Regions from separate parts of the Sus scrofa genome. Here regions 2 and 3 are each linked to region 1. Evidence: chromatin contacts called from public targeted proximity ligation data. All regions are on one chromosome and are shown on one strand. The core of a region is the stretch at or near the end of the contact, and the rest is flanking DNA. Distances in the headings are between cores, read along the strand shown. Region 1 has its middle 22 kb from the start of FABP5. Region 2 has its middle 65 kb from the start of FABP4. Region 3 has its middle 26 kb from the start of FABP4.

Region 1 (2,671 bases), core at 84-2,583:
GGATTTAGATTTATAGATTAGAGATTAGAGAGCTATAATAACCCCCCATTTCCCCAGTTATTATGACCAGCATTCAATAATTCATTTATTCAACAAATTATTTTTTTAAGGCTTTTGTATTTTCCAGGTAGTGTTTTGAATGTCTGGGAATGCATTCAAAGTGACAATATTCATATAGTTTTAAGTAGTAAAACTACTTTAAAAATATAGCTAGGTAAATTTGAATGTTAATTTTCTACCAATATAGCAAATATTACTAACAGCAATTTAACAACAGAAGCAACAAAAAAACTGCAATAAGCCAGCACAAAGCATCTTTGGTGTGTGGACTAACTTAGAAGACATTCTGAGATCTATGAAGCATTTGACAACATCGATCCTGTTCTAAAGAGTTTTTAAAAAGCTTGAGTACATTATTCAATATCTCACAGTATATCAGTTTGATTATGTGCATAGGCCCAGCACAGAAGTGGCTGAATTGTTGATGTTCCATTTCCATTTTGACTTTAGTTATTAAAGTGTGATTCCATATGAGTAATCACGCTTAAAATTTTTTTTAAAAAGTAAAATGTAATATAAAAGAACTGTAAACTTTCAACTTCTTCAAATTTATGAAACACCGTTCAAGACTGCTGCTTTCTTGAATATGTTCTTCTTGTAAGGTATTAATCTTTTCTTCTCCTGGAGTACGCTGTAGCTTAGAAATTTTATCACCAGAGGCACTAGACTCTTAAAACCAAGTTCTTCATAAGAGGGTAATGAGGTGCTAGAATTTACTATCAGCTTCCCTAAAAATCCTTTAACATGATCCTGTCTGGACCCATTCAGCAATTCCTGATACTCACAGTTGCTTTTGATAATTAAGGGAGCAAGAGTATCTTTTGACTAATTCCTGCTCCAAATGAGTTTCAACTCTGTTCTTGCATAGTGCCAGATACTAAAGTAAGAACTTTGTAGGCAGGATTTCATTTAGTCCTAAAAAATGATGTAGATACAAATATTATTTCTTTTTTACAATTCAAGAAACAGAGGTTTTAAAAGCAATCTGAGGGGTACACTCGATCTGCATCTGTAGAGCCAGGCCAGTGTGGGAGTTTACCCCCTGCTGTCCAGGGAGGTAAAGGACCAATGATTGACAGATGCAGACTGAATGCTCAGGCCCCTTGCATCTGGATAGGATAAGTCTGAGATGTAACTGACACTCTGGAGGTGTCCTGTGGATCAGGTTGAGCCAGCTTTCTGTAGAACTGCCTGAGATCATCCCCAGCCCTGGTTTCCTCCCTCCTGCTCCTGATTCCCCTCTCTCGCCCTCCATATCTGTCCTGACTTCCTTTAGCCAATGACTTGCACAAAAATTCTTGCCTCAGGGTTTGCTTCTGCTTCTGGAGAATTCTGAACAGCCCTGCTGAACTCTGGGGAATTTCTGACCCATGGAAACCGCAAAAGACAATGATAGTTGTTAATGGTTGTTGTTTAAACTGTGATTTGGGAGGCTGCCATAAAAGGATACAGCAAAGCTACAGAATTTGTAGCTCTTCCTCAGCGGGATCTGTGGCTCAATCCATCTGCATCAGACAGACAGATATTCCAGATATGGCGTTTCCTAACTTGCTGTAAGGCAAGAGCTAACACTGTTATCTAAGGGCCCCAGAGTGTCCAATGTGTTGAAACATCACTTTGAATCCAGGGACCTACTCTATGATAACTGAGATGTGACAAAGTGTACGTGACATGGAATCCACTGGTCCTATCATGAGTCACTACACTTGGAAGATTCTAGTCTGACAGACCATGGAACAGTCCCTTGAAGGCAAAGCCAAGGTGAGGTATGGTCCTTCAGGAGATATTGTATAGTCTAGAACAATTACATAGTCTAGAGCCATTACATACCACTGGGTACCCAATAGGAGGAACATAGAGGTCCCAGGAACAGAGACAAGAATAAGAGTGGCCCTGCTTACCATAACTCAAAGCAACCTTTGAATGTGTTTATACAGTTTCTTTTTCCTTTGGATGTGTTCGTATAGTTTCTTTTTTCTCCCACAGCTTCCAACAACCACAGCTATGGCTCTTCATGGGCAGATGGTTCTCGGATTACTAGACTTTTAACTTGCCAGTGAGCATGGCTGGAGAGGCCCGTCTCTGCCCACAGTGCTGCTGGTAGGGCTGTGGGTCATAGAAGCCCAGCTGCCTTGCTCTGAAGATATACCTGCCCTCTGAATATACCTGCAGAACCAGAATGAACCTGAGGGCTCATCCTCTCCTTTCTTCTGCTTCAGTGGAATCTGCCTTACTGCACTTTCCAGGATCACAAACAAAATAAATGGTGGGATCAGGATCTAGTTTTGCCGTATTGAGCAGATAAAAACACAAGGTGCCCAGTAGATTTGAATCCCTGGCCTTGCTCAGTGGGTTAAAGATCTGGTGTTGCTGCAAGCTGTGGCATAGGTCTCCAATCTGGTGTGGCTGTGGCTGTGGTGTGGGCTGGCAGCTGCAGCTCTGATTAGACCCCTAGCCTGGAAACTTCCATATGCCACAGGTGTGGACTTAAAAATATAATTATTGTGCCTGCAAATAAGTATGTGGGATTTTTTTTTTCTTTCACCCTTGAGAATAGTGATTTATCTCCAGAGCATCTCCAGAAATCACTGATTGGGTACACAATGGGGAA
Region 2 (2,671 bases), core at 90-2,589, 230 kb after region 1:
ACAAAGAGAATAGGACTTTGTAGAGGCCCCAGTGTTTACCCAAAAATGGAGTTCAACAGGATCTGGGATTAGAGGTAATGGCTAAAAGACATCAAGTTTAAGGATAAAACTAGAAAGATAAAGAAAATTTCCTCCGTGCCCAGACCTTTTACTTTTGTGTCATTGAAGTCTCAGGAACAAGAACCTAATGATTCTATAAAGACAGTCTGCTGATGGGGTGTTATAAAATCCAGCTAGAATGGTGAACATGGACACTGCCCCTGGACCTATTGGCATTAACCTTCTTCTCTTGGGGGAAACTGACTGTAGTGAATTGCTGAGGGTTAAAAGTCAGGAGAAATTACTCATTGAAAAGATGCCTGGCCCAGTCTGCCAAAATGGAGACCATGCTTCTTGCTTTTGTAGGAAAACACTGGGCATTCACCTTGGGGCATCTTGTCAAGGTCATCTTCAGGAAACATTCCGTGAATGTATTTTTCATGGAAGAGTAGCACCCAAATGGTTTGAGAGCAGTTGAGGCAACTGAGCAAGGCCCTGAAAGTTAGAACCAACCAGGTGAGTGGGACACAGGGAGAAGTTGATGGGATTCCACACCACTCTGAGCTGTGGAAGAGCTCTGGATGGAGCTGGATGTGCCCACATGCCTGCAGGCGGCAGGTACCTCATGGATAACCACTCTGCAACTCTCTAGGGTGCTGAGTGTGTTCAATTTGCAGTGATCTAGAAACCTGCATTTGAGCCAACACATTGTATTCCACAAAAGCACTGATTTCTACATTTTTTTCTGTCATTTCTTTTAATTTACACTTTTGAAAAAAAAAAAAAAAAACCTAATCTTGTTGCTGAACAACTAAGAGAAGAGATTTTCCCACATTTTGATCTGGATAGACAGGCGATTACTGTCATTCACAACATCAATGACTAGAGAGTAGTTGCACAACTCAGGGAAACAGGAGAGCTGGAGAGGAAAGGAGCCAGTCTACCTTAGGGCATTGACCCCAGCCGAGGTGGAGAGGGCAAACTCACCCTAAGGCAAACAGGGTGAATATTGGTGTCAGCACTAGGAAGAGAGTCCCCTCTCCTACCAAAGGTTTAGGGAATAATCTGACATCATCTCCAATTAAGACATTCAAGTTTAAAATGTTTAAACTTTAGAGTCTAAAAATTGCAATGAAATATCCAATAATGAAAGACATTGTCAAAGAAGGCCGAGCATTTATATCCTTGGCTTTGTGATCCTAAGTGCACATTTCGAAACTAATGAGCTGTAGGCTAGGCAGTCTGTGAGTCATTTTTCTTCTCCTATTAACATCAACTGTGAAATCTAAAGTGAATGATGACATTCCAGAAACAATTGCATATGATCTTTCTTCAGCAGGTCTGGGCAATGTGGAGCAGTTGTCACAAGGGAATACATCATCTCACACTGTTTTAATGATGATGGCTCCACTGGGAAGAAACAAAGAGGGAAATGAGTTTGGTGTCTGGGCTGTGTTTCAAGTCAAAGCGAAGATAAAAAGCAAATACTTTTTTGAGGTTAATGTAGGGGATTGTTAGTAATAGATGAGGAGTTATGTTTCAGGGATGTCTTAAAACAAACACCAGTAATCTTGAAAAGCAAGATTATCTTCATTCATTCATCTTTAGGTATACAAAATAATTTACATTCTGATCAAAAGTATGAAAAAAAAAGGAGTTCTCTTCGTGGCTCAGCAGGTTATGAACCCAACTAGACTAGTATCCATGAGGATGCAGGTTTGATCCCTGGCCTTGCTCAGTGGGTTAAAGGATCTGGTGTTGTCATGAGCTGTGGTGTCGGTTGCAGACATGGCTCAGATCTGGCCTTGTATTGGCTGTGGTGTGGGCCAGCGCTACAGCTCTGATTTGACCCCCAGCCTGGGAACTTCCACTGTTGCAGGTACAGCCCTAAAAAAGCAAAAAGAAGAGAGAGAGAAAGAAAGAAAGAAAGAAAGATGGGAGGGAGGGAGGGAAGGAAGGAAGGAAAAGGAAGAAAGAGAAAGAAAACAATCATATTAAAAAGACTGGAGTTAAATGCACTAAGTTACCACCTTATGCCAGCCAGAATGGCCATCATCAAAAAGTCTACAAACAGGAGTTCCCGTCGTGGTGCAGTGGTTAACCAATCTGACTAAGAACCATGAGGTTGCGGGTTTGATCCCTGGCCTTGCTCAGTGGGTTAAGGATCCGGCGTTGCCATGAGCTGTGGTGTAGGTCGCAGAAGCGGCTCGGATCCTGTGTTGCTGTGGCTCTGGTGTAGGCCAGCAATTACAGCTCCGATTCGACCCCTAGCCTGGGAACCTTCATATGCTGCGGAAGCGGCCCAAGAAATGGCAAAAAGACAAAAAAAAAAAAAAAAAAAAAAAAAAAGTCTACAAACAATAAATGCTGGAGAGGATGGAGAAAAGGGAATCCTCTTACAGTGTTGGTGGCAATATAAATTGTTGCAACTATTATAGAAAACAGTATGGAGATTCATAAAAAAACTAAAAATAGAACTACCATTTGATCCAACAATCCCACTCCTGGACATCTATCCAGAGAAAACCATGACTTGAAAAGATACATGTACTCCAATATTCACTGCAGCACTATACACAATAGCCAAGACATGGAAGCAAACTAAATGTCCATCAAGAGAGGAGTGGATCAA
Region 3 (2,671 bases), core at 122-2,621, 190 kb after region 1:
AGAATTCACCATCCTGAAACAGTATTGGAAACAAAAGTTTGTTAGTGGATGAGTCCATCAAGCAGTAGCAAATATATAGAAAGTCAAAAGATAAGAATGGCCAAGATAGCATAAGACACTGAACTCACTTCCTCCCACAAGAACAACAAAATTCCAACTCTTTGCAGAGCAACTAACAGTGAGTACAACCTGAAGACTAGCAGAAAAGATCTACAACTAAACAAACAAGGAACCAGTGCTAGTCCAGGGACCTCTGGGGCCACACAACCAGTTGTTGGCCCTGCCCACCAGCTGGTAAATGTGAACCCCAGCACCCAGTCTCACCCACTAGTGGACCCCCTGGGCCCTGGACCCACCTGCCATTGTGCTGATACTAGCCCTGGACCAATCATGGCTCTACACTAAACCATATTAGGACTAGGTCCTCTCATAAGAAAGTTGGAACAGCACCAGGACCCCCTCCCACCAATGGGCCAATACCTACTCCAGGACCTCAGAGGCCCACAGCCAGAGATCCAAGGACCTAAACTTCCTCTCACCAGGCCAACAATAGCCCTTGGACCACCTTGGCACTGCAATCAACAGTATCAAGACCTGGCCCACCCACCAGCATGCCTGCATCACCTAGAGATGGGCCCCAACCAACCCACCAGCAGGCCAAAACCAGCTCCAAAAGAACTCAGACTGCCCAGCAAGCTGCCATGGGATCTGACTCCATAAACCAATGGATCAGCACTCTCCCTGGGACAACAGTTTCCATAGCTGGCCAACTCATGACCCAGCCTGGTCCACCAGTAAGTCAGCATCAGGAATGGGATTCCCCACAGCCAGGACCTAGTCCCTCCTACCAGCATACTGCCTATGTTTTATTCTGGATGTTTTATGGTTTCAGATCTTACATTTAAGCTTTAATTCATTTTGAACTTATTTTTGGATACGGGGTGAGAAAGTAGTCCAGTTTGATTCTTTTGCTTGTCACTGTCCAGTTTTCCCAGGACCACATGTTGAAGAGGCTAACTACTCCCTATTGTATATTTTTGCCTCCTTTGTCTTTGACATCAGTTTTAGAAATATTTGTTTGGATGTCTCCTCAGGCAAGGGAACCAAAAAGCAAAACTAAACAAATGGAATTACATCAAACTAAAAATCTTTTCCAAAGCAAAGGAAACTATCAATCGATCCAAAAGGTAGTCTATTGAATTGGAGAAGATGTTTGTTGTCAATTTATCCAATAAAGAATTTATATACAAAATATACAAAGAACTCATACAATTCAACATCAGAAAAATGCACAGCCCAATTAAAAAGGGGAAAGAGGATCTGAATAGACATTTCTCCAAAGAATACATACAGATGACCAACAACCATGTGAAAATATGCTCAGTGCCACTAGTCATCAGGGAAGTGCAAATCAAAACCACAACGGATGTCACCTCACACCAATCAGAATGGCCATCATCAAAAGTCTACAAACAATAAATGCTGGAGAGGGTGTAGAAAAAAGGCAACTCTCCCACATTGTTGGTGGGATTGTATAATAGCACAACCACTACAAAGAATAGTATGGAGATTCTTTAAAATAACAAAAAATAGAGCTACCATATGATCCAGCAATACCACTTCTGGACATATATCCAAAGAAAACTCTAATTCAAAAATATGCATGGACCTCAATATTCATTGCAGGGCTATTTACAACAGCCAAGACATGGAAGCAACCTAAATGTCCATTGATAGATGAATGGATAAAGATGTGGTACATCATGCAATGGAGCATTGTTCAGCCATAAAAAGAATGAAATATTACCATTTGCAGCAACATGGATGTAATTAGAGATTATCATACTAAATGGAATAAGTCAGAGGAAGAAAAGTATCATATCACTTATATGTGGAATCTTATAAAAAATTACACAAATGAGGAGTTATCATTGTGGCTCAGCAGGTTACGAAACCCAACAAGTATCCATGAGGATGTGGGTTCCATCCATCCCTGGCCTCACTCAGTGGGTTAAGGATACAGTGTAGCTGTGAGCTGTAGTGTAGGTCTCAGTCATGGTTGGGATCTGGTGTAGGCTGGTGACTACAGCTCTGATTCAATCCCTAGCCTAGGAACTTCCATATGCCATACCTGCTACCCTAGGAAGACAAAAAGGAAAAGAAAAAAAAAAAGAAAGAAAAAAGATACAAATGAATTTACAAAACAGAAACAGACTCATTAACATAGAAAGCAAACTATGTTACCAAAGGGAAAATGTGGGGGAAGGATAAATTAGGAGTTTGGGATTAACAGATACACACTACTATATGTAAAATACATAACCAACAAGAACCTACTGTATAGCACAAGGAACTCTACTCAATATTCTATAATAACCCAACTGGGAAAAGAAGCTGCAAAAGAATGGATATATGTATAACTGAATCACTTTTCTCTAAACCTGAAACTAACACAATACTGTAAATCAAGTACACTTCTATTAAATTAAAAAATAAATGTAACACAGGAAAATAACCAAGTAAACAAATAAAAATAAAGGAAAAAAGGAGAGAAAATACAGCAAATAAGAGATTGGGGCAAGAATATAGAGAAAAGGGAAGCCCCATGCACTGTTGGTGGGAATATAAATTGGTGCAGCCACTATGGAAAGCAGTATAGCGAGTCCTCAAA

The links.
Region 2: a targeted proximity ligation map of alveolar macrophages shows a contact between it and region 1. A contact is called at or near these places in 1 of 47 Hi-C or Micro-C datasets (embryonic fibroblasts) and 1 of 2 datasets of targeted methods (alveolar macrophages).
Region 3: a contact with region 1 is called in a targeted proximity ligation map of alveolar macrophages. A contact is called at or near these places in 5 of 47 Hi-C or Micro-C datasets (embryonic fibroblasts, mesenteric adipose tissue, retroperitoneal adipose tissue and 1 more) and 1 of 2 datasets of targeted methods (alveolar macrophages).

Annotation. Positions count from the first base shown.
Region 1 is chr4:55,258,978-55,261,648 of Sscrofa11.1, reverse strand. No RefSeq gene overlaps it. Among named protein-coding and RNA genes, the nearest start is that of FABP5, 22 kb to the left of the region's middle.
Region 2 is chr4:55,030,034-55,032,704 of Sscrofa11.1, reverse strand. No RefSeq gene overlaps it. Among named protein-coding and RNA genes, the nearest start is that of FABP4, 65 kb to the left of the region's middle.
Region 3 is chr4:55,069,556-55,072,226 of Sscrofa11.1, reverse strand. No RefSeq gene overlaps it. Among named protein-coding and RNA genes, the nearest start is that of FABP4, 26 kb to the left of the region's middle.